Regions from separate parts of the Sus scrofa genome. Here regions 1, 3 and 4 are each linked to region 2. Evidence: chromatin contacts called from public HiChIP or PLAC-seq data. All regions are on one chromosome and are shown on one strand. Each heading gives the region's core, a stretch centred on a gene start, on an enhancer-like site or on the middle of the called end of the contact. The rest is flanking DNA. Distances are from core to core; before and after follow the strand shown.

Region 1 (3,034 bases), core at 233-2,732, 150 kb before region 2:
CCTAGGCTGGGAAGCTCTCTTTCGCCCCACCCCTGCTAGCATCGAGCCAGGCGGCCCGATGACCTTTACAAAGGGCCGGAGAGGGGAGCCTGTGGAGGCCTCCAGGCCAGGCCGAGTCACCTGGGCAGCTCCCTCCCGCGCAGCTCCCCCAAGGCCTGGCTCACCATCGAAGTCCGTGTAGACGGTGTCCTTGAGAAGCGCCCCCGACCCGAAGTCGATGAGCTTGAGCTCGCCGCGGTTGAGGTCGATGAGGATGTTCTCGTCCTTGATGTCGCGGTGGAGCACCCCGCAGTTGTGGCAGTGGCGAACGGCCTCCAGCACCTGCCAGAAGAAGCTGCGGGCCAGCTCCTCCTGCAGGGCCCCCCTTTCCGTGATAAAGTCGAAGAGGTCTTGCACCGGCTCGGGCCTCTCCAGGATCAGGACGAAACTGTCGGGCCTCTCGAACCAGTCCAGGAGCCTAATGACGCCGGAAAAGCCCGAGCTCACCTTCTTCAGAAGAACCACTTCCATGGGCACTCGGGTGCCATTAGGCTGCAGAGGGGGCAAGGGGGCTGCGTTAGGGCGGGAGTCGGAGGGTGCCCCTCACCCCACCCATCCTTGGGGTCGCTCCCTCACCAGTTCTCCCCAGTCGGAAATCCGGTCCTTCTCCACGTGCTTGATGGCCACCTGGAAAGCCCCCCAGAGAGTCTGTTAGGTCCCCTCGCCAGAGCCAAACACACCCTGCCGCCCCCCTGCCCGGAGCGCCCTCCCCGTGGTGGGGCGCCCACTCACCGGCAAGTTGTCGGCGACACGGATGCCTGAGTAGACCGAACCGAAGCCGCCGCTGCCCAGTAGCGGGCCCACCTGGTACTGCGACTCCAGGGGCTCCTTATCCTTGCCTAGGAAAGGGGGAGTCACAGAGGACTCAGTGCCGGCCCGGGTGCCCCCAGCTCCCACCCTGGGAAGTCCAGTCGCCCCTCCATCCACGATTTGGGGGGGGGCACTCACCGGGCGCCAGCTTGGTGGCGTGCAGGTCGTTGCAGGGCGCGGCGCGCAGGTGGGCAAGCGAGTTGATTTTGGACAAGAGCATCCCAACCTCCAGGGTGTCGGCGTAGGGACTGCGTCTGGAAGAGCTGCAGCAGCAGGAGCTGGGGCTGGGGTTGTGCCGGTGGCTGTGCCTACGGCTGGGGGTGAGGCTGCGGGTGGCGTTGCGGCTGCGGCAGCGGCTGGCGCGGAAGGCCGAGGGCGAGTCGGAGGACGACTGGGGGCGCCGCCGGGGCTGGAGACTGGCGGACACGCCGGCGGGGTCAGGCAACGCCGAGGGCGGCGGGGTGGGCGGCTCGTGGGACTCTTGCGGCAGCGCCGCGGCACAGGGAGCTTGTAGCTGCTGCTGCTGCCGGTCCCGCCACCGCCGCTGCCGCTGCTGCCGCCAAGTCCTCTCGGGCCTCCTCCGCCACCGCGGCCGCTGCAGCAGACGCCCGGCTCGCCCAGCCGCCAGGAGTAAAGGGGCGGAGCGCGCCGGCGGGGGGCGCGCGGGCGGGCGGGGATGGGGCGGGGCCTCTCCAGGAGGCCTAGGCGGGGAGCCGGGCTGCCAGGCCAGCGGAGGGAGGAGAGGGGGTGGGGAAGCGGCGGGACAGGGCGACTCCCCTCCCCCCCGCCCCGCGCGCTCCGGCGCCGCACCCCGGCCCCGCCCCCGCCGGCGCATCTCCAGCCAACCAGAAGCCGACCTATCTGCATAACACGGCGCGCCCCGCTCCCGCCCCGCCCCGCTCTCGCGGTCAGAATGGTCTCTACGCCGCCACGACGTGGCGGGAAGGAAAAGGCGCCAAAATGGAGGGGGAGGGGCGCGGGGCGTGATGGGAGGCGGGAGCTGGGTGTCTAGCAGCCACGGAGGAAGGATGGGGAGGGGCGTATCGATTCAAACCCAAACAATAACAAAGCCATCAAAGGCCGCCCGAGGCCGGCTCTGCGGCTCTCCGTTTCTCGGGGTTTTTGGGTCAAGGGCTTGAGCTGGAGCATAACAAGTTGCGCAGAGACGACGGGCGTTGGTGTGACAGGCGGGGAGGCCAGGCGGCCGGCGCGCCGGGGTGTGAGGGACCGTGTGTGTGTGTGTGTGTGTGGTGTGTGTGTGGCGGGGGGGATGCCGACGAGGGTGGTCTTTCTGTGTGACTCAGACGTGAGACCTCCAAGTCGGCTTGGGCTGGTTGATCACGCTCTGTGGGCTCGAGTTGGGTCCTCCGGGGTTTGTGTGTTGGGGGCGCGTGGGGGGCGAAGGATCTGCAAGATGTGAGTCACAGCGGCTTCACGCAGGGAGTGGAGGTGTCACAGGCCCGGAATAAAATGAGGAGAGCTCCGCTCACTCGGGGGAGGCGTCCCGATCGCGGTTGTCACAGCCCGTGAAAAGATCAGCTCCCCAGCCCCCAATCCCCTAGCAGATTTTATTTTTAAAATGCAGAAAGGTTCCAGTGAATCCTGATTCCTAAGCAGTGATGTGTGTCAGAGTGCCCGGTAAAGAGGAAATCACGAAACAAATGTTAGTATTGTGATGCCAGATGCTGTCTCAGCCCTTCTGTGAGGGCGGGAGCGAGAGATGAATTCCTCATCTAAAGCGGGGTGGGAGGGCGCGCTTGATTTAATCAGCTTTCGCGTTGTATTCACCTTTTCATCAGCCTGTTATTACCAGTCAGGCAATACTAGCAATTATTAGCAGCCCCCGATTCTTGACTCAAAGGAAATGCCCCTCCTTTCCCTGCCCCCCCTTGGAAATAACACGGAAAACTGACCAATTTGACTTTCATCCTTTGTCCTTTTAAACTTCATGTAGAGTTGATAACGACGTGTGAAATGAGTAAATTAGAATTCTATGTAATCCATAAATTGAAATGTCAGAGCCTAAATAATTGAAAGCTAACTACATCCTATTTTAATTGTTTTCAAGTTCCTGCCACTTAAAGGAAAAATGAGGAAGTCCGTGGATCTGTGTATCTGCTGGCATTAATGAGTTTAAATGTTTCATTAAAAGTTTCCTACAGTGCTTGTTTTATAAAGACACCCA
Region 2 (3,154 bases), core at 620-3,119:
ACAGTGTAGCATGGTAAGCCCTAAGAGGCAGCAATCACAGAAGACAACAGAACCATAGGGTCCACTAACCAGCCCAGAGCTAACTGCTTTACAGCTCTAAGTACATACACCCAGGCTGCTCAGTGGAGCTAATGCTAAGCAAGGAAGTCATTAAAGTGCTCCTGGAGTTCCCCTTGTAGCTCAGCACAGTAAGAACCTAACAAGTATCCATGAGCATATGGGTTCAATCCCTGGCCTTGCTCGGTGGGTTAAGGGTCTGGCATTGTGGCAAGCTGCGGTGTAGGTCATAGGTGCTGCTTAGACTTGGAGTTGCTGTGGCTTTGGTGTAGGCTGGCAGCTACAGCTCCAATTTGACCCCTGGCCTGGGAACTTATATATGTCACACCTGTGGCCCTTAAAAAAAAAAAAAAAGCACTCCTGAAGTTCCCTGGTGGCTCAGCAGGTTAAGGATCTGGCATTGTCATTGTAGCAGCCCAGGTCACTGCTGTAGTGCAGGTTCAATCCCTGGCTCAGACTTCAACATGCTGTAGGCCGGGCCACACACACAAAAAAAGTGCTCCTAGGGGTGGGAGGTAGGTTTGATGAAAGGTGTATTTGAAAGGGTAACACTTGAAAGAGCTAGGATGCTTTACAGTGTTCCAGACCAGAACAAACTTGGGTTAGTGAAGCCAGGGTAGGGGCGAGACCAAGGGGACAGGTAGACTGACAGGATTTGAATGTGGAAAGTATACAGAGTATTTGTTGTCAGGAGTAATGGGGGGGGGGGCTTTTAGGCGGCAAGAAGGGCAGACTTCAGGAAACCCGGACTAAGCCGTCAGAAGGTAGATGTCTATTCTGAGGAACCTTCCCACAATGAACACAGGATGAGTACAGACAAAGGGATCAGCTCCCCCATGGCTGTGTCCCTCCCAACTCTAGGGTACTGGATTTCTTTCCATTTAAACAGCTACTTTTCTTTTGCATCTCCACAACTAACTAGCAGGTTTTAGGTGTTGTTGCAGGGGGAGGGCACGCTTACAAACATGAACAGGGCACTTGCTGGAATAGGCAACTTCTTCACAGGGCTGTTGTGAGGATCATACTAGAGTTGACATGTTGCAAAGCACTTTTAAAAACGTCTGGACGTAGTAAATGCAATTTAAGAGCCAATTATTATTCATTTTTATTAACTAAAGATTAGACTATCAGAGCCTAACACAATGCCTGCGTGTGCTCATGCTGACTAGTTAAAACCTTCACATCTAGTGAAGGAGATACGCAAGCTTAAACTGGTTAAAACCTTTCCATCTAGTGAAGTAGATACGCAAGTACTTTTGAGCAAACGTATTTTCTAACCAGCAACTGTGAGGGAGGTTGGCGGAGGCTCAACTGCAAAGCAGAATGACCACAACTGCCGAGGGGGCAGCCGGATTTGGCCTGGGGGGGAGGGAAAGGGAGTATGCCGAGGCTGGAGAACGCGGAGGGGTTCGGCCAGCAGCAGGAGGCCGCAGGACTGGGATCCGGGCCGCAAAGAGTCGGGTCCAGAACTGCGGACAACACTCCGAGCCAGGGAAGGGGCTTGCAAGCGCCTCAGACCAAATTGAGGGCGTTTGCGGAGCATCCGAGCACCGCCCCCGCCGCTCTCCTGGCCCCCCGGGGGAGCTCCCGCGCTGGCGGCGGCCTTCACGGTCTCTGAGCCTACAGTCTGGGTCGCCCGCAACCACTGACCCCCGGGCCACAGCCCAGTGCAGAGCCAGGCCCCAACCCCGACCCGGGGCCCACAACTGGCGCTTACCGCCAGCCGTCCCACGATGCCGCACACCCCCGCGGCCGCGAGTGGTGAGGCCCGGCCCCACCCCCGACGCGCTTAGGGGCGGTGCGCCCGCCCGTCACGTGACGGGGGAGTGACCTCGCCGCCCGGCGCCATGGGGGCTTCGGACCCGGAAGTGGCGCCCTGGGCTCGCGGCGGTGCCGCGGGAATGGCGGGAGCCGGAGCAGGAGCAGGAGCTCGCGGCGGAGCGGCGGCGGGGGTCGAGGCCCGGGCTCGCGACCCGCCGCCCGCACACCGCGCGCACCCGCGCCACCCTCGGCCTGCGGCGCAACCCTCCGCCCGCAGGATGGACGGCGCGTCCGGGGGCCTGGGCTCCGGGGACAACGCCCCGACCACCGAGGCTCTTTTCGTGGCGCTGGGTGCAGGAGTGACGGCTCTCAGTCACCCGCTGCTCTACGTGAAGCTGCTCATCCAGGTGTGGAGCCAGGGGCGTCTTAGGGAGGCGGGGGCCGATGTGAAGGTGACAGGCCAGGGTCTGGAGAAGGATGGGGGCGGGGGAGGCAATGGCGGTGTATTGAGGAGAGGGGCGGGGACGGCGGGTTGATGCGCGGTAGGAGTGGGAGAGGAGGAAAGCGGCAAGTGATTTGAGGATGCAAGGGGCATGGGTTTGGGGGTGCAAGAGAAGGGGCAAAAGGTCAGCGTCAGATTTGGGAGAGAGGAAGGAACGAGGTGCAGGGGGAGGGGACGATGGAACGGATGACAGGTTTGGGAAATGAAAGAATGGAGGCGATGAACTTGCACTAGGAGGGAAGGGGCAGCATTTGGGGGTGAGGAAAGAAGCAACGATGGGGGGGGCGGGAAGTTTTGGCAAATGGCTGAGGAGGAGGTTTGGGGGCCAAGGCAGAGTATTCAGAAGATGGGCACATTTAAGGTGAAGGGAAGCAAGAACTCTGGATTTAATAGAGATGGACTTACAGTGGTTTGGAGGAAACAAAGGACTAGAGAGTCTGGTCCAAACGTTTAAGAAAGAAAAAGGGGCATCAGACTCCGGGGAGGAGGGGACGGGAGCATTAAATTTAACGGTGACAGAATTTGGTGCGAAAGGGCGGAGGCAAAGGATTTAACACCGGAGAGCTATCGTTTTAAGGAGATGGGGGCTCTGGACTTGATGGCGACGGCAGATTTGATGGGAGGAGGGGACGGTGATGACGTGCCTTGGGGGAGGGGAACAGATAGGGCGACACGGGGGCGGGGGAGGGGTAGTGGAGGTTTGTCTGGAAAGGGGAGCTAGGAGGAGGCTTTTGGGGGGAAAGGATGACGCATTTGGAGGAGAAAATTGAAGTCATGGTTGGGGAGGGGTATGGGCTGAAGGGTTACAGGCAAATTGGAATTGGGCAGAAGGGG
Region 3 (3,204 bases), core at 30-2,529, 210 kb after region 2:
TTTTTTAGCACCTATTCTCTGCTTAGTCCTGGTGGCAGGTCTGGTTTGGAATGAAAGCTTACACTCAAAGAGTTAAAGAGGGTCTTTTTTTTTAGGGCTGCCCCCACGGAAAATGGAGGTTCCCAGGCTAGGGGTTGAATTAGAGAGCTATAGCCGTTGGTATACGCCACAGCCACAGCAATGCAGGATCTAAGCCGAGTCTGCGAACTGCACCACAGCTCACAGCAAGGCCAGGGATCGAACCTGCATCCTCATGGATACTAGTCAGATTCATTTCCTCTGAGCCACAGTGGGAACTCCAAGGAGGTTCTATTTGTAGTGTAAGGTCAGTAGTGAGGTGAGGGGGCCTCAAAGGCCCCAGGGCAGCCCTAGGGCTGAACTTGAAGGAGGAGTAGAGAGGATTGAATTTGCTGGAGGGAGGAGAGGAGGGCATTTTGGGTAAAGGGGAGCAGCCTGAGCCAACGCAGAGGGGTGGGCAGGCCCCTTTGCAACATCGAGCCTCCTTCGGCTACATAGGGTGGAGAGTGTGTTAGGGAAGCAGTGGGAAAGGTTAAATAAGTATTATTCCTGGTATGTTTGGTCATGGGACACCCAGGCTAATCCCGGAGCCTGGTTGCATAAATCTAAGTGCCAGTCTCTCACAAAACCTCCCTGAACTCTCTTCTCCTGAATCCCCCCTCCCCCCACCCCCACCCTCCAGTTTTCGCCTTCCACACTCCGCTGGCTGGGGCCACACGCAGGAGTCCCTGGAACCCTTAGGGGTTCAGCCCGGACTGCTTGGAATTTCTCCTTCTTACACCGTAACTTTTCTCTGCAGGTGGTAAACCCAAAAAAGAAAATGAAGAAAAAGAAATACGTGAATTCTGGCACAGTGAGTAGCTGCCCCCTTGCTGCAGTGGGTGTAGACATCATGAGCCCTGAGCTGGGTCTGGAGTGTGTGTGTGTGTGTGTGTGTGTGTTCCCACAGGTGTGGGAACCAGACCTGGGGGTTTGGGCGTGGGGGGGGGGAGCGATGGATCAACAGCCCCCGGAGGCGGCTTAGATGTGTGGGAGAGACAATGGGCTCTGTGATGCAGGATGAGGAATCCCAGAGAGAGACTCCCACGGAGACTTCCTGCAAGAAGGAAGAGGAAAAGGAGTCGCATTTATTGGGCCCTTCCTCTGGGAAATTCCCCATTTGCGTGCTTTTCACAAATTGTTTCCTTAAGAGGCAGACATTATCACCCCCTCGTCATTGAAAGAGGAAACCAAGGCTGCAGGCAAGGAAGTGACTCAACCAAGGTCACCGGGCTAGAAAATGGTAGCGTTCAATTCAGAGCTTGCCGCTGCTGTGGGCGCTGCCCCCGCTTAACCATGACCATCCTGGGATCACACTGGCTCAGTGGCTTCTGGGGGCTGATCTTCAGGCCATTCTTGCGTTTCTTCAACAAATGTTTACTGAGTGCCACCAGGTTCCAGGCACTGTTCTGGGTATGGGGGACCCAGCTGGGGACATGACAGATCCAAATCTCTGCCCTCCTGGTGCTTATCTTCTGGCAGGGAGGAGACAGAAAGCAGACATACGTACACACATATACCTGAGTGTGTCAGGAGGTTGTGAGGGCGAGGGGAAAAAGCAGCATGAGGTAAATGGATGGGGAATGCCAGAAACACAACTACTGTTTTATATAAAGTCGTCAGGGACAATTTCTTTGAGAAGGCGACATTGAAGCAGAGATTTAGAGAAGGTGAGGGAGCAAGTACTGAGGATATTGAGGGGAAAGAATTCTAGTTGTAGGGGTTAGATGTGCAAAGGCCCTGAGGTGGGGTCCACCAGGGCATTGAGAATGGAAACCAATGTCTCTGCAGTACAGACGTACCAATTCCATACCCTGCCTGTCTTCGCACTCTAGAGGGCCACAGCTCATCAGCGAATGTGGCCAAAGGTAATTTGAGTCAGGCCGACCATAGCCCCAGACCAGAAGAGGTTACAGAAAGGGCACTAAGGGGATCCTCCGAGGAACCTTATTTTCTCTATCTGTAAAATGGGGCTAATACATCAACCCAACCCTGAATTTGGAGGGTGTTTTGGTTTTTTTGTTTGTTTGTTTGTTTTTCGGCCATCCCATGGCATATATGGAGTTGCCGGGCCAGGAGCTGAGCCGTAGTTGCGACCTAAGCTACAGCTGTGGCCATGCTGGGTTAACCTACTGTTCTGGGCCAGGGATCAAACCCGCCCCCAGCACTCCCAAGATGCTGCCAATCTGTTGCGACACAGCAGGAGCTCCAACCCTACCCTGCCTGATGTACAGGGCTGCTGTGACAGACATATGGGAAGTGCAGGACTGTAAACAGTAAATTATTCTGCTCATTCCAAGGGGGCTGACCACTGCTTCTCTGATGGTAACTGTTTCACACACAGGCTTGGAGCCATGTTTCTTTTGTCCAAAGCTGCAGTGTTTCTCAGTGGGGATGCTGTCAGCATTTGGGGCAGAATAATTCTTCTCACAGGACTTCCCCTTATGGGGTAGGGATTCTTAGCACCCCTGACCTCAACCCATAGGCAGCAGCAGAGCCCCAGACATCGTGAGACCACCAAAGCTCTCCCGCACTTTCCCAAGTGCCCTACCACCTTCCCCAGCTGAGAAATGTTAGATGTATCGCTAAAAAAAGTTTGAGGGGTTCCTGTCATGGCACAGGGGAAAGGAATCCGGCTAGGAACCATGAGGTTGTGGGTTAGATCCCTGGCCTCACTCAGTGGATTAAAGATCCAGCATTGCCTTGAGCTGTGGTGTAGGTTGCAGACGAGACTCAGATTCTGCATTGTTGTGGCTTTGGTGTAGGCTGGCAGCTGTAGCTCTGATTGGATCCCTAGCCTGGGAATCTCCATATGCCTCTCATGCCGCCCTAAAAAAGCAAAAGCAAAAACAAAAACAAAAAGCACACTGATCTCATCCAGCTTTCTTACTTTAGAGATAAAGAAACTGAGGCCCAGGGAAGGGACATGATTTGTCTCAGATCACACAGTGAGTTAGGGACAGGGCAGGTATCAGCCCAGGTCTCCTGACTTTTCCTTGCTCCAGCATTTCCCAATCTTTACCATATAAAAATCACTCAGGGTCCAGGATGCTTATTAAAATACAGATATCCAAGAGTTCCCGTTGTGGCTCAGTGGGTTAAGAGCCTGACTAGTATCCATGAGGATGCGGGTTCTATCCCTGGCCT
Region 4 (3,194 bases), core at 579-3,078, 200 kb before region 2:
CTGAAAAAAAAAAAGTATTAAAACTCAAACTCAAATGAACTCACAGCAGTCAGTAGGCACAAAAGATCAGGTTTTGTCCCACCTCTTAAACCCCACTTCCTGATTTAACAGTTTTCCCATAGATTCTGATTATAACCCCTGCAGACCTTCAAAATTTAATGATCTCACCATGGAAAACCCCAGAGAACAGCAGTTAGCAAGACTGGAGAGCTCCCTAGACCAGGAAGGAAAAGGAATCAGTTGGCAGGAAGCGGTGCCTGTCTAAAAACATAGAGGTCTTCAGCATTCCTATTAACACTGTGATTCCACAACACTTTAATCTGAAGCTATTTCTGCATTCCCTTGCACTATTTTTACTAAATTACTAAAAGCTGATTCCCATATGTTTAACAGCATCCTAACAGAAATAAGACTGCCATATAGCCACCAATGACCCTCATTTCTCTCTTGCTATTAAACAAACAAGCCACAGGTTTAAAAGATTACTATCCCTGAATCAATTAGAAAGGGTAGCACGTGGGGGCACAACTAAACATGAATTTCATCATCAAGTGGACTGTGAATAGCAAAAATCTTAAATTTAAGATTTGAAACATACACTCCTTTTACTTCTCAGGACTGCAAACAAATTGAAACTAAACCAACAACAGACTGATGAATGTAGAGTTGCTAAGAGTCTCAAGAAACGCCTAAAAGGGGGTCGGGGTGGGAGTGGAGAGTAACTTAAAAGTCTGCTCTCCAACTAAACAACTTTAAAGAATTTAGTGCATTTGCACAAGAAGTACACTACCAGGCAGAGGGGAAAAGGTTACTTGAGTTTGAACAAACCCTTATAAAATGCTAAAGAAATAATCTCGATTCTAGGTCACCCTGTAATTATTCCCAATGGGAAAGAGCCAACTCTGGATAAAGTGAGGTCGTGCTTAAGAATTTTCCTCACTTTTCTTGTCCCCCTACAGACGGTCCCAAGCTCTCATCAGAACCTCTTAGGAGTCTAGAAGAAAAATTCATACGTGCAGAGCTGGGGGAGCAAGGGAAGGGGCCACCCACGAGCAAACAACCACCTGTGCGAGGTGGAGACCACCCCCCCAAGAAGGAGTTCTGTTTAAAGTGAGAAGCAGCTCTTGTGGTGGCTTTCCGAACCCAGGACCGACACTAGTTACTCACCCAACTCCACTGTCCCTTATGCCAGAACTCCAGCCACCGGCCCCCTCCCGGCTGAGGGCAGCCCCTCCAAAGCCCTACGCCCCCAGACCCGGGTCTGCTCCCACACCCAGCCATCTCCAAAGCTCGCTGCCGGCTCCTTTGCCTGACAGCTGTCTTGCCGCCACCAGGCAGCCCCAACTTCCTTCTCCCAGGTCCCCCAAACCAGCCTTCTGGGGTCGGTGGCACCCCAGGCCCGCGGGATTTAGGGTTTAGGATCTGGAAGGGTTTGGTCCAATCCCCTCTTCCTTTCAGCGTCCTGGGCTCACCTCCCCGGCAGCTTGGCGCTTCTCTTCCAAAACTGCTTGCTGTTCTCGGCGGCCATTGCTCCAGCCCGGGGAAGGCCTTGTAGGTGGGCCGGGGGGGTGGGGGTGCTACCCAGCAGATGCCCCCAAGACCCCGCAATCGCAGGGCCAGCCCAGGCCGCTTCCCAGCCGCCGGTCACCCGCTCCCAGCTCCCGGGAGCGCCATCTTGGATGTGGGCACCACCACCCCCCATCCAGTGCCGCTGCCATTGGTGGGCTGCGCTGGCCGTGGTCAGATGAGCCAATCGGGAGCTGGAATCCTGCACGCCGCTGATGCCGAACTGTAACGTCAGGGGCGGGGCACACAGGTGAACCGGGAAGGCGGAGCTTGGACGAACAGGGAGGCGGGGCCGAAAGTTCTTAACCCAAGCTGGGGAAGAAGCAGGTAAAGAAAGAGACCTACGGGAAGGAGGAGAGGGTTCTGTTTTCTTTGGGGGAGGGGGCAGTAATGAGGTTCCTGAGTGTAGTATTTTGGAGAAAGAGAGAGCATATTATATGAACATACATACATCCTTGACCTAAAAATAAGGGCACACGAGTGGGTTGCAGCCCATTTTTAACGTCTCCCAACTCAACAACACTCTGGTTATTACTTTCCCCGTCCCGGTTGCCTTGGTACCCTGATATTTTGTAAACTATGGAGGAAGATCAATACTGATCTGATGGCTCAGAGCTGCCAACTGTTCAACACATGAGTAACGGTTGGTTCAAAAGAGCCTCTCTCTCCTAAGGTAATTGATCACTATTAAAGGACTTGTGCTGTGGATGAAATTCAAATGATCAAACCTCTGTTTCAACCAATAACTGCCACTTTCTGACCATGAGAATCCAGATGCTGACAAACTGTTTAGGAAATATTCTTATTTTATCCATCCAATTCAGAATACCAAGTAACATTTCCTGAGAGGACAAAGCACATCCCCAAGGCATGAATCACAAATATTAAGAATGTACCCCCAAACGGAGTTCCCACTCCTGCTGTAGTGCCACAGGATCAGCAGCTGGAGCGCTGGGATGCAGGTTCAATCCCTCACCTGGCCCAGTGAGTTAAGGATCCAGCATTGTCACAGCTGCTGTGTAGCTCACAACTGCGGCTTGGATCTGATCCTTGGACCAGGAGCTCCATATGCCGCAGGATGCAAAAAAAGAAAAAAAAAGATAATGTACCTCCGAAACATCCTTATTTTCTCTTATTAATCCATTATAAATCTTTCACCCTTGACCTTACTTTCAATCTACTTTTGGCTCAGAATGAGAGTTTGTTTTTTGTTTTGTTTTGTTTTGGTTCTTTTTGGCAGCATCCATGGCATGCAGAAGTTCCCAGGCCAGGAAAGTGCCACTGCAGTGACCAGAGACACTTCAGTGACAGTGGCTGAATTCAACCCACTCAACCCACTGAGCCACACAGGAAATCCTCAGAATGAGATTTAATATTAGCATTTTGAATTCTTTAATTAAATTTATTTATTTATTTTTGTCCTTTTAGGGCCACACCCACGGCATATGGAGGTTCCCAGGCTAGGGATCTAATCAGAGCTGTAGCCTCTGGCCAGTACCACAGCCATAGCAATGTGGGATCCAAGCTACGTCTGCAACCTACACCACAGTTCACTGCAATGCCAGATCCTTAACCCACTGAGCAAGGCCAGGGATCAAACCCACAACCTCATGGTTCCTAGTAGGATT

What was found. HiChIP or PLAC-seq counts read pairs in DNA pulled down with a chosen protein or histone mark.
Region 1: a contact with region 2 is called in an H3K27ac HiChIP or PLAC-seq map of alveolar macrophages. The contact joins the promoter of PIM1 here to the promoter of MTCH1 in region 2. A contact is called at or near these places in 2 of 47 Hi-C or Micro-C datasets (embryonic fibroblasts and liver) and 2 of 2 datasets of contacts at active chromatin or transcription factors (alveolar macrophages and skeletal muscle).
Region 3: a contact with region 2 is called in an H3K27ac HiChIP or PLAC-seq map of alveolar macrophages. The contact joins the enhancer-like site here to the promoter of MTCH1 in region 2. A contact is called at or near these places in 1 of 5 promoter capture datasets (liver), 6 of 47 Hi-C or Micro-C datasets (brain, embryonic fibroblasts, fetal heart ventricle and 3 more) and 2 of 2 datasets of contacts at active chromatin or transcription factors (alveolar macrophages and skeletal muscle).
Region 4: an H3K27ac HiChIP or PLAC-seq map of alveolar macrophages shows a contact between it and region 2. The contact joins the promoter of TMEM217 here to the promoter of MTCH1 in region 2. A contact is called at or near these places in 2 of 5 promoter capture datasets (fetal liver and liver) and 1 of 2 datasets of contacts at active chromatin or transcription factors (alveolar macrophages).

The regions. Positions count from the first base shown.
Region 1 is chr7:32,786,694-32,789,727 of Sscrofa11.1, reverse strand. PIM1 (serine/threonine-protein kinase pim-1) reads right to left here and starts at 1,482. Exons shown (of 6, transcript XM_005665927.2): 1 at 988-1,482; 2 at 772-878; 3 at 616-666; 4 at 165-531. The coding sequence starts at 1,069.
Region 2 is chr7:32,634,290-32,637,443 of Sscrofa11.1, reverse strand. MTCH1 (mitochondrial carrier 1) reads left to right here and starts at 1,869. Exons shown (of 12, transcript NM_001244167.1): 1 at 1,869-2,225. The coding sequence starts at 1,905. LOC110261512 (a long non-coding RNA gene) reads right to left here and starts at 1,873. Exons shown (of 2, transcript XR_002345692.1): 1 at 1,775-1,873.
Region 3 is chr7:32,425,311-32,428,514 of Sscrofa11.1, reverse strand. It overlaps CPNE5 (copine-5), which reads left to right. Exons shown (of 23, transcript XR_002345691.1): 14 at 818-871. Among named protein-coding and RNA genes, the nearest start is that of RAB44, 54 kb to the right of the region's middle. Within about 2 kb of position 1,279, at least 2 of the 83 cell types and tissues checked have an H3K27ac peak or open chromatin away from gene starts, as enhancers often do. A contact at or near this core is called in alveolar macrophages, where this site is marked.
Region 4 is chr7:32,837,749-32,840,942 of Sscrofa11.1, reverse strand. It overlaps TMEM217 (transmembrane protein 217), which reads left to right and starts at 1,828. Exons shown (of 2, transcript XM_001927644.5): 1 at 1,828-1,893. TBC1D22B (TBC1 domain family member 22B) reads right to left here and starts at 1,765. Exons shown (of 13, transcript XM_003128372.4): 1 at 1,473-1,765. The coding sequence starts at 1,702.